Linked DNA regions of Anser cygnoides: region 1 is linked to region 2. A link is a contact called in public Hi-C data. All regions are on one chromosome and are shown on one strand. Each heading gives the region's core, a stretch centred on a gene start, on an enhancer-like site or on the middle of the called end of the contact. The rest is flanking DNA. Distances are from core to core; before and after follow the strand shown.

What was found. Hi-C and Micro-C count contacts between places; a contact is called where the count stands out from the background.
Region 1: a contact with region 2 is called in a Hi-C map of liver, with 4 times the contacts expected there. The contact joins the enhancer-like site here to the promoter of HSPA8 in region 2. A contact is called at or near these places in 2 of 7 Hi-C or Micro-C datasets (both in liver).

The regions. Positions count from the first base shown.
Region 1 is chr21:5,959,119-5,965,280 of Taihu_goose_T2T_genome, reverse strand. All of the region lies in intron 1 of GRAMD1B (GRAM domain containing 1B), which reads right to left. Among named protein-coding and RNA genes, the nearest start is that of GRAMD1B, 3.5 kb to the right of the region's middle. Within about 2 kb of position 2,415, at least 1 of the 3 cell types and tissues checked has open chromatin away from gene starts, as enhancers often do. A contact at or near this core is called in liver, where this site is marked.
Region 2 is chr21:5,863,336-5,869,326 of Taihu_goose_T2T_genome, reverse strand. HSPA8 (heat shock protein family A (Hsp70) member 8) reads left to right here and starts at 4,344. Exons shown (of 9, transcript XM_048063429.2): 1 at 4,344-4,499; 2 at 5,251-5,460; 3 at 5,956-5,991. The coding sequence starts at 5,256. CLMP (CXADR like membrane protein) reads left to right here. Exons shown (of 8, transcript XM_013187229.3): 8 at 1-897.

The sequences.
Region 1 (6,162 bases), core at 1,166-3,665, 98 kb before region 2:
GATGATATTTAAGTCTATTTGTCCTCTTTCCCTTCCACAGAGCTAATGAAAATTGTAAAGAAAGAGTAACAGAGTTCCAGGAGTGAATTCTTCTATGGTATCATCAAATAACCCAATACATACACTAGGACATGCAAGCATATGAATACTGTTCTTCCTGACCTCCCATTGCAGATTTTCCACATGAAAGTTGCTTTCAATGAAAGATATCCCATATTCACAGGAGAGGAACTGAAGTGGAGAAAGCATGTGGCTATACTGCAGTCACTAGGCCTGATAACTAGGCAGAGTTACTGTAACTGACCTAGTTAGAAATGGAAATGTGTGCAAGAAAGCCGCAGAACCTCACACTCGATCAATGCTACAGCCTACACCAGAACAGGGAGCTTTGGTTTCACTGCCGTGCCCAGCTGTGCTCAGTCCTGCCAAAAGCTAAGATCTCTCTAAGCAGTAGTTTCTGAGCTCCCTGGTTGGTTTAGCATCAGATGAGTAAGGCTTGTGGGAAGACATCTTCCTTCCCTGTGCATGCTCTGTTCCATATTTTATACAGTTAGCCCGAAAACTAAGCCTGTCACATCATGTAAACTGTTCCTTTCAGGATGTGTTCCCTCTTTGCTGAAGGGCAAAGGGCAGCAAGGTTCCACAGCTCGGGGGTCTTTGCCCTTTCTACTGTGTCATGTGTCACAACGATGAGTGTCACACCACAGGGAGAGACGACAGCTTGTTCTTTTACATTAGCTTCTCTTGGATCACACCAGGGCTGGATATGGTCATAGTTATCTCTGAACAGCATTTCCAATCCCTCTTCCTTCCAATGCAGTATAGATAGGAAGCAATTAGCACTGCATGATATATTTATCTCACAGGGAAAAGGCAGGGAAAAGAAAAACACTGTTTGTGTGTGTACATCATAGGAAAGCATAGCAAACCATGACACAAAACATGGCAGCTACAAGGCTAGAACACAGCACGGTCCCTCTAATTTATTGCCCTTGCCCTGTTGTGAGCATGGCAGTGTGTTACACAGCAATCTCCACAGCACACACACCAAGTTTTCCCTTGTCTCTAGCACATAAGGGCACATGCCCACAAGCACAACATTTTCCATCCCTTACAAGACTCACTCCGTTTTAAGTCCAAGTATCATCACCCTTATAAAAAAAAAAAGCAATTGCTTGGTGTCCATCTTGCCCAACATCCAAGATCTAAGAGTGGAAAAAGTTAAGTGGGAGAGGAGGCAGAAAGATATGGGCATGTGTGAAAAGTGTTGGAAATAGCATCAAGCTGATAACAGAAATAAAGCTGTGGATCAACGGGAACTAGACTGGCAATACAGTTGAAAAGCGTGACACATATGTTTGTTTACAGATAGGAGACACTGAAGTCCACATAGGTCACCACCCACATTTTGGGTATCCTGTAGTGGTAGAATACCAGATTTTGATTGTACAGCACCATTTTCAGTGCTCAAGAGACTCCAGAGCAACACTAGTGTAGCACACTGCAGAATTAGGGACTTACAAACCCACAGCACTGCTGTGCAAGGCTGACTAACCCCAACAAAAACAATGAAGCATTCTCTGCAGTAGAACAGCACATCAGCAGGCACTGTGCTGCCACAGGCAGTAGGGCTACCATTTTGTTTTGTATCCAGCTTTCGAGTCAAATCCTATAACTGTACATGAGAAAGCAGTTAGAAATAGTCTGACAGTATTCAAAGCTAATTAAAGGGGTGCAGAATGTGAAGTCTTACGGGCAGTCACTGGTAAAGCTACCACAAGCGAGACACTGTCTCTGAGAAGTCTATCTAAGCACTCTAGAGCAAAAAGAAACTATAGTGCTGGATTAGTTATTGCTTCCAGACTAACTACTTAAGGTGTTACTCTGTGTAGTTGTAATGAAAGCCAGATAACCTCCATCTGGTATTTATCATTACAACATCCTCTAGGATGCTGCTGTTACCCCCATTTTGCCTTCCAGCAGCTGAAGACCAGCAAGGCTAACATTTAACAGTAGACGCCCAGCTACCAGCATATCATAAAATGGCTGACCTTAAATGACTTGCTTACAGTCCCTCCAGTGGTCAACAATGGAGCAGGGCCAAAACAAAACTCTAAGTGTCCTATTGCTAACTCTCTAACCAGCTGGTCATTTTATCTTTAAACAAAGCTTAAAATATAGATCACGCTGTTCATCTCCCCTGTAAGAACAACAGACTCGATCCTGCCTTTCATGAACAGTAGAGCTAGACAGCGGACTACAAGACTACAAGATCAAGAACAAACTTAATTTGCACACTTGTTGGCTTCAACATCTGAAATGCAATGAAATTCAGCATATGTACCCAGTTACTGACTGCACACTGGGTCCAGTTTCAGTTCCTATACTGACTTTATATCCTATAAAGAAACTTAGAGATCCAGTATTAAAACAATGCCTTTAGCCTATTCTGCACCTGCTTCCTCCAATCAAGATTTATCAGAGCACAGAAACACGGGAGAGTTGAAATTGGCATTTCATTTCTGTAGAAACTTTTTTCAATATACAATGCCGTTCTGAAACTTGCAGCAATTTATTAGTAAACTTGTGTACTACAGCTCTGCATGAAACAGCTTGGGACAGGCATGAAACGAATTGTGCAATGAGCATTTATCTGTATTAGGAGATTGATACACACAGGTCAAGTTCATGGGAAGGCAGCATACGTGACATGACAGTATGAAAGAAGGGAAACATCTTGCTCTGCAACACACATGAGCACTGGGCATAGAAGCATTTAAGCATAATGCACAGACATGCTGAACATACATATTGACAACTAGAGTTAAAAATCAGACTTGGGTTTGATCCAAAAATAAAACATGCCATGAAAGCTCATGAGTACGATTGCATTCCTCAGGTCAAGCAGACCTGAGCTTTCTCACTCATGTTTTCCTCTATGGCTCCTCTTCCTACTGCTGTTTTACCTTACAGCTCAATCCAAATGAGTTTCAAGTTCTTCCTTAACCAAGAGCCCAGAACTCTAGCACCTCTATCTCTATCAAATTTGGCTGAAGAATGGAAATGAGTAAAGCTTGGCTTTTGAATCATGTTTATTAAAAAAAAAAAATACACAGCAGAGTGGGAATATAGCCATAGTTTAGTTATTTCTAAATCACACAATTAAAAAATGAGCAGATACTTCAAAAATATTAAGCAGCTATATTAAGCAAGTTCTTGAACTCACTGCTTATTAACATCTGATATTACAATCCAGCTACAAGAATAGTATTTCCTGGGAAAAAAAAAGTCAACTATTAGTTGTCTTTTATAAATGAAACCTTTATTGGAAGTGCGACCAAAAATGATTATTACCTATTGGCTCTTGCACTTTAAATGCAGTCAAGACCACTTCCTGGGAATATGGGAATGACATCTTTGCCTCCAAGATTCAGAATTTCTTCAAGATGCAAGGTAATCAGAATTATACATTTTCTGCCCTTTGGCAACAAGCACAGCCTTTCCATAAATAGCTCCTAGCTCTAGAACTCCCTTGCTAGTTAGCATCCTGTGGTAGGTATTACAGCCTGTACGGATCATCCAGGTCAAAAACCACATTCCTGCTCAAGTGAATTAGCAGAATCCTTTTTCCTTAGTGAAATTTAAGCAAAAAAGACACTTAAAGCCAACTATAAGGCATGGTGTTTGATGGGGCACGTGGCAGCACGACATTCAAAGCCTATACATTCCTCAAAGTTTAACAGTTTTGTCTTCTCTTTAAGGTTGATCTCCCCACCACACACATTTATATGCTACTGCCTTCTATCTCCTCCTTCACCCAATGCTCTATGTAACACCCCTCCAGGTCTCAGTGAGTGCTCTGGAACAGCTCCAGTGACAACTGTAACCAACTGTTGTTGCTCCAGGGCATCAGTGCTAATGGCTAATAAGAGGATTCTCCATTTTCCACATCGAGGGCCACCTCTCAAAAATGCAAACTCCAAGCATTTCTCTACCCATAGTGGATTTTTAAGGCAGACAACAGGTGGTAACTACAGCGGTATTTTGTACTGAAGTAATATGCATTCTTAGCTGGTGTTTAGTGAGTGAAAGCCAGGAACTCCCATACTATTCTAATGGGTAGCTCAGCCCCTTGTTGTTACCTAAGGTATTAGATTTTTGCACAGTCTATCATTAACCTAACCAGCATGCCTCCTTGGCACAGAGGACCCTCAAAAGCATCATGAGGTTTTCCCTCCTAATAGTCCTCTGGGCTCCCTCCTAAGTCCTGCCTGCTAAGAGTCCTTGATCCCTGATTTGCTAGTGAAAAATAGATAAATCACATGAATTTTACTGCTAAATATTTATATTATCAAAAGACAACTAATGGTAAAAAGAATAAGTGACCATTTTCTTTGCAGCACAGGCAACAAAATGAGAATATTTATTCCCCCATTTCCACACTCAGTGAGGGAAAGTCAACAGGAGCTTCAAGCCTTGAACTTCCAGATTTGCAAGACCTGAGCTAGCGTTGCCACTGGTATCCACTGAACACAGTTTGCAAAGGGAAAAAAAAGGAACCATTCAGAGGTTATCTAACCCAGACAAACGAGCATTATTTAATTTATGAAAGTTAATATAGTTCTATAATAAACCTCTTCTCATCTTCCTAATAGTTTTAGGCTTATTTGGAGAAGATCAAAAGCAGAAAACATTAACATAACACCTCTGATCTTTTTATTGATTTTAAGTTTCTCCCATTTGCTTCAGAACATCTTCCTGAAACGTGCACACAGACACAAAGGATTATACGTCACATGATCTAAGTTTTTATTAGACAGATGAAAGAGGAGCAGATCAGCTCCCCTCAAACTGCAGTGCTCTTTCACTGCTGTTTACATGCTTGCAATTGCCATAAGCAACAGGACACTAAGTAGCTGCAGAAGATACTAAACCAAAAATGAGGGGAATGCCTCCTAGATCTTAAGCCAACGCTTCATCTGTTTTTCTTTGAGATAGAAGTTTCAATCAGAATTCCAACGGTTTATGAAGTTTGTTACTTCTGCATTCACTCCATACATATAACCATACAGGGCTAACAAATCTTGTCTTTCCCTTCCATTTCAAAAATTTGAAAGCCATTAAGAGACTCTCAACCAGATAGCAACAAAGACGAATACTGTCACCATTTGAGGCCTAAACCCCACTTCTGAGAAAGGTGTAAGTTTTATGAGCTGAGTATACTCAGTGAGTAATCAGTGTGGCCAAAATCCTTGCCTTGCTCTGCCCATACTCCGGCAGGGGATTTTGGCAACTGCTTATTTACTCTGCAAAGTAATGCCTCCTCTCATACATATATGACAGTGAGTTCGTGAATTATGCAGGATATTCAAAACCTTGTTCAAGTTCGTTCTAAGAGCACACAGCTAGCTATGAAGCATGGTCAGACCAAATTTGTTGTCACAGCTTTTCTAACCTGACCCAAATGAGAGGGCTAGACTAACCTGCTGCATTCAGTACCCTGCAAACTCACATTTGCTTACTTCCAAGACAAACGTGCAAACTAAGAATACACATTAATAGCTTAAAGCTTTTTTTTTTTTTAAAAAAAAGTAAACCAGATAAAATTAGAGGAAAAGACCTATAGAAATAAGAGATGAGCACAGGGATCGTAGAGCTTGATTGTGAAATTGAAGCAGTATCTGCATAATGTTTTGCAATATTCAGGAGATCCACAAAATACTGTGTTGCTAAATATACTGTTGGGAAGTATCATCCTTCCTGTGTGAAGGAACATGACTTCCATTCTTCCATGGTGTATAGTATTTTAGTATTGTGACTCCCAAACACGTCTCAGACAGTTAAATCTTATAAAATGAAGTGAAAAGTAACCAAATTTCTTATCCCTTCAGATACATAAGGCGATCTTTCCCATCACAGCCTTTTCAACATTCCATGTTAATAGCTTTACTATTGACTTGCAGTAACCTCAATGCCCCAAGAAACATAGATAAAATAATGCAAGTCCCCCCTCAGGACACATCCAGAGGGGAGATGTCCCCAGAGACCTACACTTTTTATTCTATGCTAAGAGATCAGCACAGTGATTTTTTCCCCACAGACCATCCAAACCCTGTGCTTACAGTACTGCCACCGACTCCCAGGGTTACCCGAGCCAGATGC
Region 2 (5,991 bases), core at 3,095-5,594:
TGCCAGCTACGAGAATTTGCCCGGCCCGCACCAAGCAGCTGCCTTCCTGGAGGCCTTGGGGGAACAGGCTGCAGGCAGCCCTCTCCTGGAGTCCAGCTTTCCTGGAGCAGGAAAATCATCCCCTGTCAAACGTCCGCCTCCATGGGATGAAAGATTTATGGGCCTTGGGGAAAGGTTGGAAGCAATAGCTGAAGCCTGGTGTGTGGTAATTCCTGTCTGCTCCTAGCGCTGGTTGGGAAGCAGGAGGCCTCGTGCCCACTATCCACGCACATGCAGACTGCCCCGTGTACAAACCCGTGTCAGGAAAACCGCTCCCGGCATGGAATTTAGATGTATGGTCCTGGCCAGAAAGCGTGGTGATTTAAAATCATTAAGTCTGAAATGAAGTGGTGCTTTTCAGTCTGCACACCGGTGATCTCACAGGTGAGCACCAAATCAATTCCGCGCTTCAGTTGCTAGCACAAAGCCCAAAAGAGAAAAGTTCATTACTCAAAGGAAATATGAGAGAGAGATCATTTCTAAGGGATTTTATTTTCAAAGGGACGTTTTCTGGGCTCCAGATGATGCTATCAGGAGTTGCACAAGGGAAACAAATGAACCATAAGCCAAACTCTGTTTTGTAAAATAGTGTACTTAAAACATTTACTGTCATATACCAGTTATTACTAGTGTGATTAAATGCATACAATTTTATGTAGCTTTCTTTTGTCTCAGCTGCTAAACTGAGCTTACATCTCTTCTATCTGCTATACTTGGTGTACTTGTACTGTCTGAACAACTCAGAGGAAAGCAAATATTTATTATTGATTCCTTTGAATCAATGATTTCGTAATTTTTTTTTGGTTGGTTGTTTTATAAATAAATATGCTGCAGCTGAAGTGCTGCAGCTCAACTAAACTTGTGCTAATGCTCTGTCTTCTGTGCTGTGATATGTTGTATGCTGTCGAGTTGAATCCAAGAAAAAAGATACGGGGGTAAAAATACTATTTTTAAGCTAAGAAGGACTATGTGCACATTTGTGTAGAAACTGCAGGGAAGCTGCAGCTTTTTCTTTGGGATTTGTTCAGTCTAAATTATGTGACATGGTATGAAATAGTGAAATCTCGGGTGGATCGAAGTAAATCGAGTTTTGACTTCCATGCAGCTATTTCACCTGAGATGTTCTGGCTGAGGACATAGCCACTTCAGGCTAATATGGTAAATACTGCCAGTGCAGACACAGCACAGATAAAAATCTCACAGCAACACTGCTCTCCTACTCCCACATACACAGGGCTTGCTTCTGAGCCACCCTGTGCGTTTCAGTTCATCTCCTGAACCGTGCATGAGATGACAGTGAAACCTTGAACAACTAAGGGCTGTTTTCAGACAGCTTAGATCTCGTCTGCAGATAAACATTTTGAACTAGCTAACAGGAATCTCCAGTCGTGGAGATGTAGGTGGAATTTAGGCTAACTAAATATGACCGTGGTTGATTTCCTCTCACAATGCTTTCAGCCTTCTTTCCCTCAGGGTGTTCTGCGCAAAGGTCTCACATCAGCAATCCTCTCTACAGAAATCTGGGAGTAAAAGTTGCAACATAATTAAATTACACAGCATTTAAAACAGTGACAGCAGTGGTCTCATAGGTGTGCCCTTCTGTCTATCCCTGATTCATGGGGAAAGGCTGTTACTGGCTCACTCCTGAGTTGATGACATCCAAAATCCTGATTAGGCGATATGCATTTCAAGAGGAGTTGTGCAATTGCACGCTTTTCTACAGTATCAGGAATCTTGGGTTATTTTTACCCTGGCTCAGTTTGTACCGCCGTGCTGAAGGGGAAGAACATGGGGGGAAGGGGAAGGGCTGCATTAGAACTGCATCATTTTCAAACTTCAGCTGGGGCGTGCGGTTGCCAGAGGTGTGTAAGTAACAAATGCCGTTACTGTGAATAGGAAGCATGCCTTTCACAATCTCCCCTCTCTACCTACCTCTGTTTTAAACGTGCTTGATCTGCAATGTATAAAACTGGCTTAAAAAAAAATAAAAAATGTTGGCATTCATCGTTTAAGAAAACAAAACAAAAACCCACACCACAAAACACTTGGCAGTGTCCAGCCTGCTGGGCCTTAATTTTTCTGATTCGCAATAAGCGGGCTACTTTAGTCAAGTGTGTTAAAGAGCCTTTAATTTCTAATGTAATGAGTCATTTGCTAGACTGCTCTCCTCCCCGCACTGACTCACTGGTTCCTTAGGCTGCCTTCCCTTGCCATCATCAGTCCATTGTGCAAAGTACAGTTGCACATCTGAGTGTCATTGCTTTATTTCAAAGTGCTGGTAGTACTATTCTTAGGTCCTACTGAAATCTTGCTTGTGATTTAAAAAAAAAAAAAAGCGCAGGCAATGCCTTGCTGGCAGCACAGCTCCCCTGAGACCTGGTGTGCAATGCACTGGTGCAAACTGGGGGGGCTCTCGAGGGCAGCCCAGGAGCAGATTGCTCAGCAGCCTGTACTCCGCTCAGGGTGGAGCAGCCTTGCATGCCATCCCTGGTCAGCATATGGGATTCATATTGCCCCTTATTGGTGGCTCATATTGCCCTTTACCTTTAAAGGCACAGGGGAGTTCCCTTATTTCCAGGTCAGTGCCTCAACCCAGCTCCTTTTTGTGCCGCACCTCCCATCTCTCTGACCATGTGCACCCAAATTCCAACCCGTGGTGCTGCCTTCTGTGCTCACCCAAAGGTCCCAAAACAGGTTCCAGTGCACGGCAGAGCACAAATCACAGCCACAAACTACTGAGGGCTGTGGGTCAGCACTTGCCACATGCCAGCTCCTACCCGGTGGTAGGCAGCAGTAGGAACCTGCCCATTAGTGGTCCGATAACAAGCTACAAGCAGCAGCTGATTCAGGGTGACTGCGTCATGTTCTCCAGTAGACATAACCCAAGCTCACTACAGAAGGAAGATAAGCTCACAGCTTTCTGGCTCGGGGTGCAGGCAGCGAGGTACCACAGAGGACACGCAGTCATTTGGAATAAGGCTGAAGGAAGAGATTTGTTACTCCCCTCTCCCCCCCCCGCAAAGAACTGGACTTTAAGCAGTTAACAAGAATGTGGAATTCTATATATATATATATTTATTTATTTATTTTCCTCCCTTGCACCTTTTCCTACTGCCTAAGTGTACAAACACGTGGTTAGGATTCACTTTTTTCACTGGGCATTTTATGCCATGTGAACATGGGATGCAATTCACAGCAGTGCTGATGGGGCCGGGGCTGGATTATGACCCCTGACCAGCTGTCAGCCTCCAGCACCACGACCAGGTGAAGGTTTGCAGTCCTCCGTCTGCTTGCTTTACCCCAAAACTGGCCGGAGGGGAACCTGAACAGCCAATTTTCCCGTCTTGAGCCTCTGTTTCTTTTCTGCTGGAAACACCAAGAGCATGCACTGTGGGTAGCACTGATGTACAAAGAGGTATGAAATGATGTATGAAGAGCTCCTTGCTTGGTTCGCTGCATTAAGAGGTGCTTACGGGCAGGGGAAGCTAAGACTAGAGATGCTGAGGCCGGACTGTGCTCTGTGGAGAAAACAGCTTCGCCCTATGACACGGTGGACAACAGCCTGGGCTGCTCTGCCTGAGCAAGAAGCATGGCGCGGAAGGGAACGGACACCGCTGTTTTCACCTCCTTGCAGAGGCCAGGGAGGGCTGGCACGGACACGGGGCCGGGAAAGGGCAGCGGGGCCGGCAGGAGCAGCTGCTGCGGGAAGGGACGGAGCGAGGGGCTGGGGCCGGAGTAAGGGGCTGGGGCCGGAGCAAGGGGCTGGGCCTGGAGCAAGGGGCTGGAATAAGGCCAGGTCTCGCCCCGCGGGGCCGTGCCCCAATTAAGCCGGGGCCGTGCCGTTAATTGCCTTTAACCCGGCCGGCCGGGGACTCCAGGCCCAAGGCGGCGGCCGCGGGGCGCCGCCATCTTGTCACCCCCGGCCCGGCGCTATGCAAATGAGCCCCCCGGCACCGCCACCCCCATTGGTCGCTCCCAGCCCGGGGCGCGGGAAAAATGCAAACGAGCCTGCGGCGCCGCGCTGCCATTGGCTGCCGTTCGCGCCCTCGCGCGCCCCTCCAGCCGGTGCCGCCACCCGCGCGCGGCCGCTGGAGGGCTCCGATTGGCTCCCGCGCGCGGGAAGCCCCGCCCCTTTCCGTAGCGGGCGGGGGACGAGCGGAGCGGGGCGGTGGGCGGCGGGGGGAAAGCGCATGAAGGTTCGAGAATACCGGCCGGCCGGCGGCCACGCCCCTTTCCTGCTTGCGTCACAGAGGGTGTGGGTTCCGGCGGGCTTCCATTGGCGGAAAGGTCCGCGGGCCGCGCGAGCGGATTGGCCGGGGCCGAGAAAAGGGGCGGGCCCTTCTGGAAGGTTCTGCGGGGGTATATAAAGACGGCCGGGCGGGCGCCGACCGCTCTCATTCAGCAGCCGCCCGTTAGCAGCGTAGCTCCCGTGCGCGCCAGCTGCCGCCCGCGCCGCTCAGGTAACGGGGCTGGGGTGCTTGAGGGCGGTCTGAGGGGCTTGGGGGTGCCTCTGGGGGGACCAGCGGTTTGTGGGGAGCGAGGTTGGGCGGTGGGGTGGGTGAGGAGCGGGGAGCAGGGCCTGGCCGCTGCGGTCTGAATTCGCTTGGGGGGAGAGGGGGCTCCGCAGAGTGGCGTTCACTGAGCTCCGATTTCTTTGCCCGCATGTAACGGCGGCTCCGCATCGGTTCTTTTAAAAGGGGGCTGGGAAAGGGGGAGGGTGTGGGTTCTTGGTGTAATCTCCGCGGTCCCATGGGGAGCGAGGAAGCCGGGCTTGCCGCTCGGCCCTCGAGGGCTTTGGGCCGGCCCTGCCCCCCCCCCCTTCCAGTCGCGTTCCGTCGCAGCGAGCCTGGGGCCGCGCCAGGCCCCGCGGGCTGCCAAGCTCGGCCCACGCGCGGCGGAGGGGCCGCTTCCCTGCGCCCAAAATGGCGGTCGGCGCCACGTGATCCCCGCGGGGCGGGGCATGATGGGAAATGGAGTCCGCGACCATGTGGCCGCACCGCGTGGCTGGGCGCCGGCACCCGGGTGTTTTAAATACCTTGCCTATGTTCCCTGAACAGTAGACGCTATTAAAACAGGAAATACCAGAAAAACTATTCCTCTTAAATAAATATTTTTTAAGGGGTTTTTAGTAAGATTTGAATTGGCAACGGAATGTGTAGATAAGAACTACAAGCCACTAACCATACCTTCTGGTGTCTTCTATCTTTTCAGACAAGATGTCGAAGGGACCAGCTGTCGGAATCGATCTTGGCACCACCTACTCCTGTGTTGGCGTGTTCCAACATGGGAAGGTGGAGATCATTGCCAATGACCAGGGGAACCGGACCACGCCGAGCTATGTCGCCTTCACAGACACAGAGAGGTTGATTGGCGATGCTGCAAAGAATCAAGTTGCAATGAATCCCACCAACACAGTCTTTGGTAAGAAGGCTACAAGATTTGCGTGTAGAGACCTTACCACTGTGATAGTTAATGTGGGCTGCTGGTATGTAGCAGGGGTTGTGATTTCTCTTAAACTTAAAAGCCTAGTGTTTTAGTCAGAATGGGAAAATTGAGTTAAGGATGGCCAAGTTCATACTAGGTATTAGGGAACTCCATGCTCTGAAGTCAAACTTGTCTTTCTGCAGACTGTTATTTGGTGGCAAGTGTTAAGTGGCCTTGACTGATTTACCAAGTGGTTCATAGCCTCTACTTTGGCTTACTGTGCAGCACCAGTAGCATTGCTGCATTGGCTGACACAAGTCTCTGCATTTCACAGCAAACATTTTGAGTTATTACCTCTTGGAGGTTTTGGCAAGGCAGTAATTCCAGATAAAGTACAGCATTATAGAGGCTTTCATACAGTCTTTCTAGGATGAACTTGATGTTTCTGTGCTGGGAATGAAATGTTTTAATATGGTCAACTGGCTTTTCCAGATGCAAAACGGTTGATTGGGCGTAGATTTGATGATT